Linked DNA regions of Anser cygnoides: region 1 is linked to region 2. The links are chromatin contacts, called in public Hi-C maps. All regions are on one chromosome and are shown on one strand. The core of a region is the stretch at or near the end of the contact, and the rest is flanking DNA. Distances in the headings are between cores, read along the strand shown.

The links. A called contact is a pair of places that touch in the nucleus more often than the background predicts.
Region 1: a contact with region 2 is called in a Hi-C map of liver, with 1.6 times the contacts expected there. The contact joins the promoter of XPNPEP1 here to the enhancer-like site in region 2. A contact is called at or near these places in 5 of 7 Hi-C or Micro-C datasets (fetal liver, granulosa cells and liver).

Annotation. Positions count from the first base shown.
Region 1 is chr7:11,187,379-11,193,099 of Taihu_goose_T2T_genome, reverse strand. It overlaps XPNPEP1 (X-prolyl aminopeptidase 1), which reads right to left and starts at 2,536. Exons shown (of 20, transcript XM_013174537.3): 1 at 2,384-2,536.
Region 2 is chr7:11,104,443-11,110,244 of Taihu_goose_T2T_genome, reverse strand. All of the region lies in intron 1 of ADD3 (adducin 3), which reads left to right. Among named protein-coding and RNA genes, the nearest start is that of MXI1, 46 kb to the right of the region's middle. Within about 2 kb of position 1,769, at least 1 of the 3 cell types and tissues checked has open chromatin away from gene starts, as enhancers often do. A contact at or near this core is called in liver, where this site is marked.

The DNA of each region.
Region 1 (5,721 bases), core at 1,287-3,786, 82 kb before region 2:
GTACTGAATTGGGGACCGGATTAACCCAGACAAAAGAAATCTGTTCCCAAGGACATACACAAGGATTTTGTTGGGTGTATTCATACTGGGTGCATGTCAGCTCACGCAGCGAGAGCCCAGCTGTAACAGGAGGAACAGCCCACTGAGCTCTCACAGGTGACTGCCAGGGGACAAGGGTGGCTTAAAGGAACCTTCCCTAAAGACCTTTGGCAAATGCTCTGCTGAGCTCAGCTGGGATAAAGGAGCCAGGAGTGGGGCACAGCGTGGATGGAAAGGAAAACAAGGGCACAGACCAAGCACACTCCCTCGCCCTGGTTCTGCAATGGGTGCACCTTTAGTATTGCAATGCACGGCAGCCTCCCAATCTGCTTCCCAAAAAACATCAGCAGCTGGAGCCCCGTGCAGGGACACGGAAGGCCACGCTGCTGGGAAGCCAGAGCGAAGGCTGAGGTGCCTCGCTCCGCAACGAGCTGCAGAGGTTGTGTAAGCTGTGGGGGAGGCCTGGCCTGAAAGCCTATGAAAATCAAGTGATGCCTTCAGAGACTCTCTCTGCCTTTTCCTCACTTACCTCTCGATACTGTGCCCAAAAAATCCCCTTCCCAGTCCTCTGCCCACCCCTTTCACACATACAGGTGCAGACCGGGATGCTGTAACCTCAATGCCATCACTCCCAGCGCAGGGTGGGCAGGCTCTGTGCCGCCTGAACACCACACTGCACAGCATTTTATTCTGACCAGTTCGTTCCACAGCTCATTCCGCAGCTATGTCCACAAACACCGAACAGATGGCAGAAGCAAACAGCAGGCAAGTCTCAAACATTTTTTGCTTATACACACTCTTATTCTACTTACACCTCAGTAACTACCAGAAGCCCCCAGAAACATTACTGTCTTGGGCCAAAAGACAGTAAAGCACAGTCCTGTGATGCTTGCCATCTAAACAGGGAGGCAGAAGACATGCCACCATTTCACAGAGCCATAGGAACGCAGCGTGATCTGACAAAGGCCACGCAGCAACACTGTGACTGAGCCAGGAACTGCACTAAAACCTGCTGCTTTCAGGTGTGGGAGTCTCTACCCGAAACCATCACTCGTACTCCTCGTCACAAGAAGCTCAGAGCACACAGACTCACGTGTGACAAGCTGGCTGCATGCTGGCACACCGTGCTTTAAAACCCAGTTCACAAGGAGCAAAGGAGGCTCAAAAGCGTCACACACTGCACCATCAAAATGATAACCTGACCCCAGTGGCTTCGCTGGGATTAGATTACATTTCAGATTTATTCTCAGAACAAATTTCATATTTTTTCCACAGCGTGTGCAAACTACGCTGCACTTTATTATATTGTGATTGTTTCTGTCCGTCCTTCATAACAAGCTCCTGTAGGATTTTATAACACCGCTGCTGATTTATTTAGAGAGAAAAAACATAGAAGAGGGAGAACAACAACATTATGACCAGCCAGGAGATTTACTTTTTTATTTTAAATAAACTCATGAGGACACAGCTTCCTTTCTCAACCCGTGCTTTGTCTCCAGGAGCTTGAAGGTCTCATTTGAACGGGCAAGAACGACAAGGCTTTGCCTTTTAATTAAGCCCCTTGCTGACAAGGCCCGGTTTTCTTAGCAAGCAAGAGGTTCTCTCGAGGAGAGAAAAAAATAGATCGAAAAAGTGCTCACTGTTGAAAGATTTGCTATTAAAAACAGAACGCAGCTTGATTAGCAGTGAAAAGCATATCAGGGAGGACCTTGATTTTAGATAGCCCGTAGAGCGTAAGAAAAAAAATTAAAAAGTCAGCATGAAAAAAAAAAAAATTCCACGAACTTTCCAGTAACGTTGTCTTTACCTCGCAGAGAAGGCCGAGCTATTTTCTGTCAGGCCTTCGCTAGCCCTTTGCTGCGGCCCCTCTGTAACTACGAGCCCCCGTGAAGCTACCGCGGCCTCCTCCCTGCCAGCCGTTACTGACCCCAGGGCTCGCAGCCCCGCAGAGCCGGAGCTCAGGCAGCGGGCGCCGCACGGCCCCGACCAGCAGCACGGCCCCGTCCCTGCCCCGGCGCTTCCCGAGGCACCAGGCCCCGGTTACCTGCCCCGCCGCCGCCCCCCGGCTCCCCGTGCCGCCGCTCACCGAGCTCCATCCCGCGAGCCGCCGGGCCTCGGCGACCCGCGCCCGGGGAGCCAAAGGGCGAGCCCGCACGGCACGGCGACCTCTGCCCGCACCGCACCGCACCGCCCGGCCCGGCCCCGCGGGGCCCTACAGGCAGGGCCGCGGCGCTGCGGCGGCCGGCGGGGGGACGGACGGGGCCGGGCCGCCGGGAGCCGCCGCCGCCGCCTCCCCCGGCCCCCGTGACCCGGCCCCGGCCGCGCAGCCCCCGCCCGCCCTCACCTGCCGCCCAGGCCCGCCGCTGATGACGTCGCGGGCGACGTCACGGGAGCGCGGGGCGGAGTGTTCGCGTCACGGCGCGTGACGTCACGGCGCGTGACGTCAGCGGGCCGCCTCGCTCGCCGCCCTCAGCGTCCCTCGCTCGGTCTCCTCAGCGCGGTCCCTGCGCGGGGCCGGGCGCTGAGTGGGTACCGGCGGCCCTCTGGAGGTTAAAATGAAAGCAATGAGGAAATTCAAACGGAAATGTTAAAATAAATGAAGTCATTGCTTCGATGGCGCTGTGCTTGGTGTGGTGACCAAAACGCCACCCGCCTTCCTCTCCTCTCTTCTTTCTCTTCCCAGTTAGGGGCTCGGCTTGATGAGGCGCACGAGGAGGCTGCGCGCACACTGCCCAAAGCACTGGGAGCCAAGTGCGGCTCCGAGAGCTGCAGTTATTAAGCCCTTGGTGTCACAGGGCCGTGTTGTGACAGCTTCTGTACCCACCCGTGGCTTCTAATAATACTTGACTGGCTGAATGTTAAAATTCAGACAATTTCCTTCCCTTCCTGGCGCCATGAATAATTTCAAGCTGATCAGGCCCAGCACTGCCAGCCGGCTGAGGGAAGGAACTGTCCTGCTCTGATCTGTGCTGGGGCGGCCTCGCCACCAGCACTGCCGTGTGCAGTCCTGGGCACCACAACATGAGGGCATAAAACTACCAGAGAGTGTCCAAGGGCGGGCTACAGAAATGATGAGGGCAAGGTGTGTGAGGAGCAGCTGAGTTCCCTTGGTTTGTTCAGCCCAGAGCAGAGCAGGCCGAGGGGAGGCCTCATGGCGGCCTGCAGCTCCCTCACGAGGGGAGCGGAGGGGCAGGCGCTGAGCTCTGCTCTCTGGGGACAGCGACAGGACCCGAGGGAACGGCATGGAGCTGGGACAGGGGAGGGTCAGGCTGGGGGTTAGGGAAAGGGTCTGCACCCAGAGGGTGGTCGGGCACTGGGACAGGCTCCCCAGGGCAGTGGTCGTGGCCCTGAGCCCATCAGAGTTCAAGAAGTATTTGGACAACGCTCTCAGACACAGGGTCTGATTTTTGGGTGGTTCTGTGTGAAGCCAGGGGTTGGACTTGGTGATCCTTGTGGGTCCCTCCCAACTCAGATATCCTGTGATTCTGTGATTCTGTGATGGGTATTCTCGTAGGAACCTCATTCCAGAAGATGAGCATCTTGTAAGAACAGATGTATAGGGGCCAGGAAGCATTTCACAGACATCTCATTACGCTGCAGCAGGCAGCACCAAGGCTGTTCGATAGGTGGAGGACCCAAAAAAAAAAAAAGACTTTTTTTTCTGTCAAAAAAAAAAAAAGCAGAAATGAGACCTAAACCCTTGAGTTCCCAGTTCCTTTATTTCACCCAGCAGACCTGGAGGGCCTCCAGGCACCATGGTTTGTGCCCCTGCTTTCCCCATCCTGGAGGAGAAGAGGTCCAGAGATCTCTTTGCCTGTGCAAGTAGGGATAACCCGTGGACATTCAGCATCCCAGTGCCACCAGTGGCCTGACCCCGCAGGACCAGTGTCCGGCCTGTGGATGAGCACTGGGGGGCTCCAGGGTGCGCTGGGGACTGGTGCTGAGACACAGCCCCAGGGAAGGTGGGTGGATCCCCAGGCTGAAGGAGCCAGCAGAGGACTGCTGCTAAAGGCTTTGCCCAGATGTGCACGGGAGGCAGCACTATTTATTTCATTTGAATAATACATGGCCTGTCAGTTAAATAAGAGAAAGTGGAATGAGCTTTCCAGTTAAGCCCAAATGTTTGATGCTTATTTCCTGGGCATTTGGGGTCTCTGGGAAGCTTCTAATGAATGTGCCAATGTAGGTAATGTAAAATATTTTAATAATTCATTTATCAGGCAGTGCTGTGTATGATATGTAATCTGAAATGACTAAAGAGATGAAACTGTCCTTTCTAAGCAGCTGTTTGATCTCAGCTAAAATGGTGCAAGTTCTGTTGCAAAGGTGTTTTATGAAAGTGGTTCAAAATACCTTGCTTTTTATTAAATTGTCCTAAATGGGCTATCTTTTATGTTCTTACAATGCTATATTCCATCAGATTACAAAAGAGAGGGGAGACGGAGGACGGCCTAGCAAGTAGCAACCAAAATTGCCTGAGACCAACCTCGCCATATGACAGAGCCATTAACTCTGTTGTAATCTTGATCCATATCAAGAGATCAAGGCTGGGAAATAAGCCATAAAAGAACTCCCATTATCTTATCAGCCCTCCCATACCCATGATACCTTTATTATAGCTGCAGCTTTCATTTTGTTCACCTTCTCCTGTTGGGCACAGGTGAAATTATGACTCCTGCTTTGCAATCTAATCTTTTGAGATGACCCTTGGCCCCAAGGGAGCCCAGAGCTTTTTAACGGCACCGTTGGCTGTTGGTGCACCTTGGTGGGACCGGAGAGGTGGAGGTGGCCCCAGGTAGCTCTGGGCAGACCGCTGGTCCCACGCAGGGTGCTGTGGAGAGGCAGCAATAGGAAAGGGGGATTTGTGGCATGGGGCTGAACACCTGCGCTGGGGGAACAGCTCAGTTCACACCACGAGCTGGCTTTCAGAGGGCAGCATCCCACTGGTGGCCTGGGACATCTCCCGGGCTGAAACACGAGGGTGCACTCATGCCACGACTGCCCAGCAGCCCCTTTTCTCTTGGCAGTGCTGCAGCATCCCGTCCCGGGTAATAACCGAGCCGCCGGACTCGTGCTGCTGCCCTGTGCCCGCCGTGCATGCTGCCCTGATCGCAGCGCCGCAGCAGCTTCATGGTCCAGCCTCTGCCTGGCTCAGCCAGGGCACGTCCTCACAGCCTGCAGGCGTGCCCAGGAGAGAGCACATGTTTTGAGAATGGTTTTCTTCCTATTTCCACCCTATAAAATTACCCAGCAATTAACACCTGCATTTTGGTAGTGTGTAACAGCAGCATGTAGCGTGCCGAGGCACGGCGAGTCCTGAGAATGGTTCAGCACAAAAGTGATGGTATTTAAAGCTCTCAGCTCTGAGTTAAACAGAGACTCCAAACACGTGTAATGAGTCTCTTCTGGATCACATTTAAAATAATTTTTGTATGTTTGGAAACAGTGGAACTAGAGACTGCAACAACAAATGGTGTGTTTGGGGGAAAAGATAGCAGGGAGGGATGGAACAAGCCTATCTAGAGATCCTGTCTCAGCCTTCCTTACGAGGACGCCTCATCCAGCCAACACTGGAAGTTCATCGGGTTTGGCTGGTTCCCAGCGGCTGCCTTTGTGCATTTGGGAAGGAAAGGGAGGCAGCAGCAGGCCAGGTAGATGTCCCAGGGCTCTTTTCAGTTGAGT
Region 2 (5,802 bases), core at 520-3,019:
AAAATTTGTCCAATATGTTGAGGCAAAACTTATTCCAGTAATGAAAAGAAAAAGCAAGATCCTTCTGAGACTGAATGGAGTGAGAAAAGCCACTGTCAGCATAATTTGTAGTAATAGTGTACTATGGGATTTGGGTTGGTTTTGTTTTGTTTTCTCCATGCCATCCAGTGGATGATAGAGGCTGTTAAAGTCCTACTAACAGTACCTTCTCTACACCTCAGTTCATAGATGTCTTTGGGTGAGCATTTACTAGAGTAAATCTCTAGCTTTATTCTCAAGGTGCCTGTTTTTCTTTTTCCATTCTTCTCCCAGTGGTCAGTGGCAACGCGCCTGCTGCACAGTCAGGCCTGGGGTTGGTGCCATCGTTTGTTTCATACTTTCATTGATTCCTAAAATTACTGTTTTTAAACTATAATTAAAAATCTGTGATCGTTCCCTCTATACCTGTTCATCGCGCGTGAAATAAGTATATGCAGTTGCGTTATCTAAAACGTACTTAATTTTTGGTTATTACTATCATAAATCAGCTTTTTTTAAAGTGACATTGTTTTCTGTGTAACATGAAATATCCATACGGGTCAGTAAAGTGTCGAAATTCCTTTTTTTGAGGAGTTAGTCAACTTTTACATGGCTAAGCTGGGATCAGTGAATTAATATGGATTATGTTGCTGCTGCATGTTTAAAATTTATAGTAGAGTGATTCAGAGATCCTGAGGTGAACTTGGGGGAATCACGCAGGGCGTGGTGCGTAACATAAATAAAGATACAATTTGTCCCGAAGACTTTATGATCGAAGGCCTGGCACGATTTCATCTTTTCTTCACGTCTCCGATTACGAATGTCCCCGCCGGGATCAGCTGTTGGCCGGGCTTCCCCTTCCTCGCTGAGGAGTTCGGAGGGCGGTGAGCTGCAGCGTGGCGTGCTCGGTCCGCGGCCCTCGGGTCCTTGCCGAGCTGTCGGCCTGCTCGCTGCTGAGGGGAAGGGTCAGGACGTGGCGTGAAGAGGAGGAATCCAGTGGTTTGGGCTATAAAAAGGTCTGGCTGAGTGCTGCCGTACCCAGGATGGGCTGCTGGTGTAAACACGTGTGAAATCCAGCAGTTGCCACGTGTCCGTCATCTGGGTCGCCCACCGTCACAGCCTCTGGCCTCCTTCAGGCCCGGGAGGCAGCTGCTTTGGCCGTGACGCTTCTCAGGAAAATCAAACTGTCATAAATCAAGGCTTCTGATGTGCCCTGGGATCGATAAGATTCCTCTCGGCTACCTGATGTCACACGTTGTACCAGCGAGCAGGGAGGGCTCTCAGGGATTGCCAGAGTAGCCCCTGTGGCTCCAAACGCTGCTTTCCAGGTTGGGATTTAAAAAAAAAAAAAATCTGCATCAAACTTCGTTCTTCTGTCCGTAACGCTGCATAGGTCTGCGTGAAGAGTGAAATTGTTTTCTTCCTGCATCAGTGCCGCTCAGAGGAAGCCCCAGAAAACAGTCACCAGAGGAAGTTGCAAGAGTGGGAGGGGAAGGGTGTTGCAAAATGCAAAAGGTTTCGGCTGCAATCAGCTTTTCCAATTAAATGTTGTTGTGTGTTTTTTTTCTCACAGATAAGTTTTTAGTTTTTATTGTAGAGGAACCTAGGTTCCATCTTTTCCAAAGGATTTAGGGAGCTTTTTCAGCCATTGCTTGTGTATGTGTGTGGGTTATGTGTTCACGTACTTTCACAGCTTAGTACGGATAAGCACTACCAGAACATAATCTTTTAATTTAGCGCTCTGTTGCCTACTGACCCGTGAAATATTTTAGGTAACTTAACCACAAGTGATTATGTAGATAAGCAGAGATAAGTCTTTAAGAAAAAAATAGCTTTTTATTGTGTTTTAATGTTTTGGAAAACACTACCCATTTTTTTCATTACCCAAGCCCCACCTTTCTTTAAAACAGTATCAATTTTAAAATACAATCTTTTTTTTCCACCTGTGTTGTACTTTGTTCCTCTTTGCTGACTGTTGTTTTCGAAACCTCATTCAGTTTGTAGCATGAATATAAGCTAGGTCATGAGAACCAAAAATCGAAACTGCTTTGGTGCTGCAGTGCTTGTGTTGCCAAGGTTTCATCAGAATCCTTAAAACCAAAAAAAGAAATGCAATTATTCTTGTTGAAAATAGGTATTTCTGTCTTCTGTCTATGTTTATGGTTTTAAAATTAAATGGAAATGCACACTTGGGGTTAAAGCTCCCTGACATTACTCTGAGGGGTTTTTGTCCCCTGAGGTAAGGTCAAACACCAGTAATGTGATCTCTGCTCTGTAAGTTGACTTGTATCCCGTGCTGGTGCTCTGAAGTGCTAGCTAGCCTCGGAAGCGGATAAAGGAAGGCTTTTACACCCAACTAATAAGTACTGAGATTCTTTGTAATATGTAAATATTTGCTAATCACATTTATGACTTGCTGTGGTAGGGGCGTTGTTAATGTAAGTGATTAAATGGGGATGAACAGTTCATTCTTTGGGATGCGTAAGCTCCGTGGTGGCACTGGGAGAGGGCTCGTGCTTCTGTCTCCAGCTGGGAGCCAGCGCTGCTGCTGGCATCGCTGTGCTGTGTGCTGCTCTGCGGGGGGCCCTCTGCCTGCAGATCCTCTGTAGCAGCCCTCAACACCATGAGGAAACGCGTTATTAGAAAGCGTGCAACTCGATGGGCTGGAAGTCTGCTCTGCTGCTGTGGTCCTCGCCCAGTCCTCTTGGGCAGCGGGGCTGGGAGGATGCTTTCTGTGCGCAGCGGTTGGGTTTTTGCCCTGGATCAAAGTGGGAACAGGCAGAAGAATGTAGAAGAGGAAGAAGAAATTAACTTCAGTTCCATCCTTGTTGTTCAGCGCAGCCGTGCTTTGTGAGAGCAGCTTTTTGCATGTGCCACAGGGAGAGGTCTTCCCCCTAGCAGCTCCTGTAGGTCTCCTTCCCTGTGCCGCAGTGAGGACGCCTCTCCAGGAGAGGTGTCTTGCCACGCCATAAAAACAGGCGGTTTGAGCTCGGTATTCAGGTGCTTTTGGGTGAACCCTTACATCTGTATGTGGGTTTTGGTGCTAATACAGAAAAACAATGTAAACCAAGACAGACTTGAGCACTCATTGCAGAGTTCAGTTTTACTGTGCTTTTTGTGAACTTCATGGTATAGAGGGTGGAAGAGAAACAGAGGAAAAGTGGGTGTGAGGTAGGACTGACATGCTTTTCAAGTCTAGTAAGTACAGAAGCTAATTACTGCTTAACAAATGGTTTAATTTATTAGCCAGTCTGGTGCTTTTACTCAGTTTAAGGAGGTGATTTTTTTAAATTGCCTCAGAAATAGCCTGCATGCACAGACTCTGTACCATTTCGTAGGACCAGTCACCCTGTGTACCCAGGCAGAGGTGGCAGCTCTCAGGCGCTCCAAGTGCACTTCAATGTCATTTCTAAATATATGCATGTGTTTGCATATGTAAATAAGACTTACATCCAAGCAAAACGTAACTCACCTCTAAATTAAAACTCTGTCTGGTGAATTGCAGTGTACTGGGTACTTATTAAAAATATGCAACTACAAAAGAAATAGGAATAGCAAAAGAAAATTTGCTTTTAAAGGAACAAGTATGGGGACAGGGAAACAACGAACCGACTTGGTATCTGTGGGTGACCGACCTTCTCTTAAAGTGAGGTTTTAGGGACGCAATTTGCGTGTGTGTGTAAAGAGCAGTGTAATCTCAGTGCTCCTGCTGTCTGCACGGCCGTAGCACCATGCTGGTGCAAGCAAGCAAGAGGATGGAGCGAGGCATGGAAGCCCTGTGGTGTGTGAGCACACTCCTCTGCGGCTGTTGGTGCTCTTTGTAGTCCTGCCACCCAGAACAGGAGCTCACCACGGGCTCTCCATCTTTAAAAGCTGTCGCACAACAGTGAAAGGATACCCGAATGCGTATGACTAAAGTAGTTTGTGTCTGCAAGGTTAAGTACAAAAGTTCAGTTCTGAGACTTAACACATGCAAGTAGCATTTATGGCCATGTGGCAGAGCATATTGTATGCGTCAAACCCTCATTCTAGGCTTTTTTCTTTTTTCTTTTTTCTTTTTTTTTTTCCCCACTCCAGCTCGATCTGAAAAACACTGGCAGGCTGTCGGAGAGCATGGCAGTGCAGCCCGCAGCAGGCCGGTGCTGCTTCTGGGGCATGGGGTGGGCACATAGTAGGTCACCGTCCCCACCTCAGCAAGGCTCACGTCCTCGGGTGAAGGTGCCGTCCTCGTGTTTTGGGTGGATATCAGCAGCCCATGATGCCATCTCACTTTTTAGCAGTGGAGAAGAAACTGGCTATGTGGTTCAGCTCCAGCTCGCACTGAGCAAAGCATGAGTTGAACTGCTTGCATATTCATGTTGACTTTAGTGTTGCACCATATGAGCGTGCAAAAATGATGCTATAGCTTTAGTACAGAAACAAAAAATGGGTTCAGATACACTTAAATTCGTACTTCTCAGGAAAAATATCCTGCCGCCACATAGTCTCCTTAATGTGGTGTCTGAAAGGAGATGATGACTATTTCATTAGCTTACTCTGTTCAAAAGCAGAAAGACTTAAATTAAGTGCATGGCAGTGGATTAGCATATTTGGTTTGTAACCAGTTTGGGCTGTAGTATGACGGATCATTGTGTCTGCCCTCTGCTGGCAGGAGTAGTTTGAGGCATCCCCGTATCATCACCAGCTCCGTACCAGAACAGCATGGGTAGCTGTGCAGTGAGCTGGCCGGGGGGCTGACACAGCCAAAAATAACAGCCATTTAAAAACAAAAGTTCAGGCTGACCAAAAAAAAAATAAACCCAAACGTAAAATCAGCAGATGAGTAGTTTCTCCCACCCATCCTACTTCACAAGCTGGCACGAACGTGAAGAGGTGACAGAGGCAGAAGGACTGGATGGCTGGGAGGGTTGGTGGGAGGTGTGACTGCTTTTTTTTTTTCCTAATGCAAATACTATCTTGTGTCAACGTAAGGGTGTAATTTGACAGTTTGACTTCCTTGAGTACCTGTGTACAGAATCACTGTATATTAGTAAAACCAGTTAATTTTGAACAAATGCTAACTACCTAGTCTAGTACAAGTATTTTCAGTTCCGCAAGTTATGTTTAGAAGATGCTAGTGTATGAATGTACATCGTATTCTTCTTACTGATGTGTGAAGTGAGACTGATAAATGAAATCCAAGCCGCTTGTAACGTAAGAGGGAATGTAATCTGTCAATTTATTGTCAGATATTTATGGCATTTGATGTCCTGATCAAAAGAATAAAAAAAAAAAAAAAGAGAGAGGGAAAATAAATGAGTTTTGAGGTGTTATCCAAGAATTTTCTTGTCCTAGAACAGATGTGATTGCTCAATAATATATCACTACTAAAACTTATAGGAGAGAGGATTGCAAGTTGAATTCCTAATGCTAAAAGATAGCGACAGTGACCTTAGTCTCTGTCCATATTCCCCTACCTGTTTTCCTGTCCTTCTTAACCATTCTTTCATATTCCTTAAGCGTGTTTCCTTCTGCCATCTCGCTTGTGTAGCTGACAGCGTTGGCGAGAGCCAAGTCTTTGATTCAGACTGGAACCTGCCTGTTTCACAGGGAGGCTGGAACCGAGATCAAGAGACATCCAGCTTGCTTCCAACAAGTCTCCTGGCAGACAAGATACCGGAGGGGGGGAAGAAAGAGCAGACTGTTCCTTAAAAGCAAGCAGGCGAGAAGTAGCAAGAGCAGAATAACACAATGTGCCTTAAAAGAAGCGCTCGGATGCGGTCTCGTCTAGCTTGAGAGCTCAGA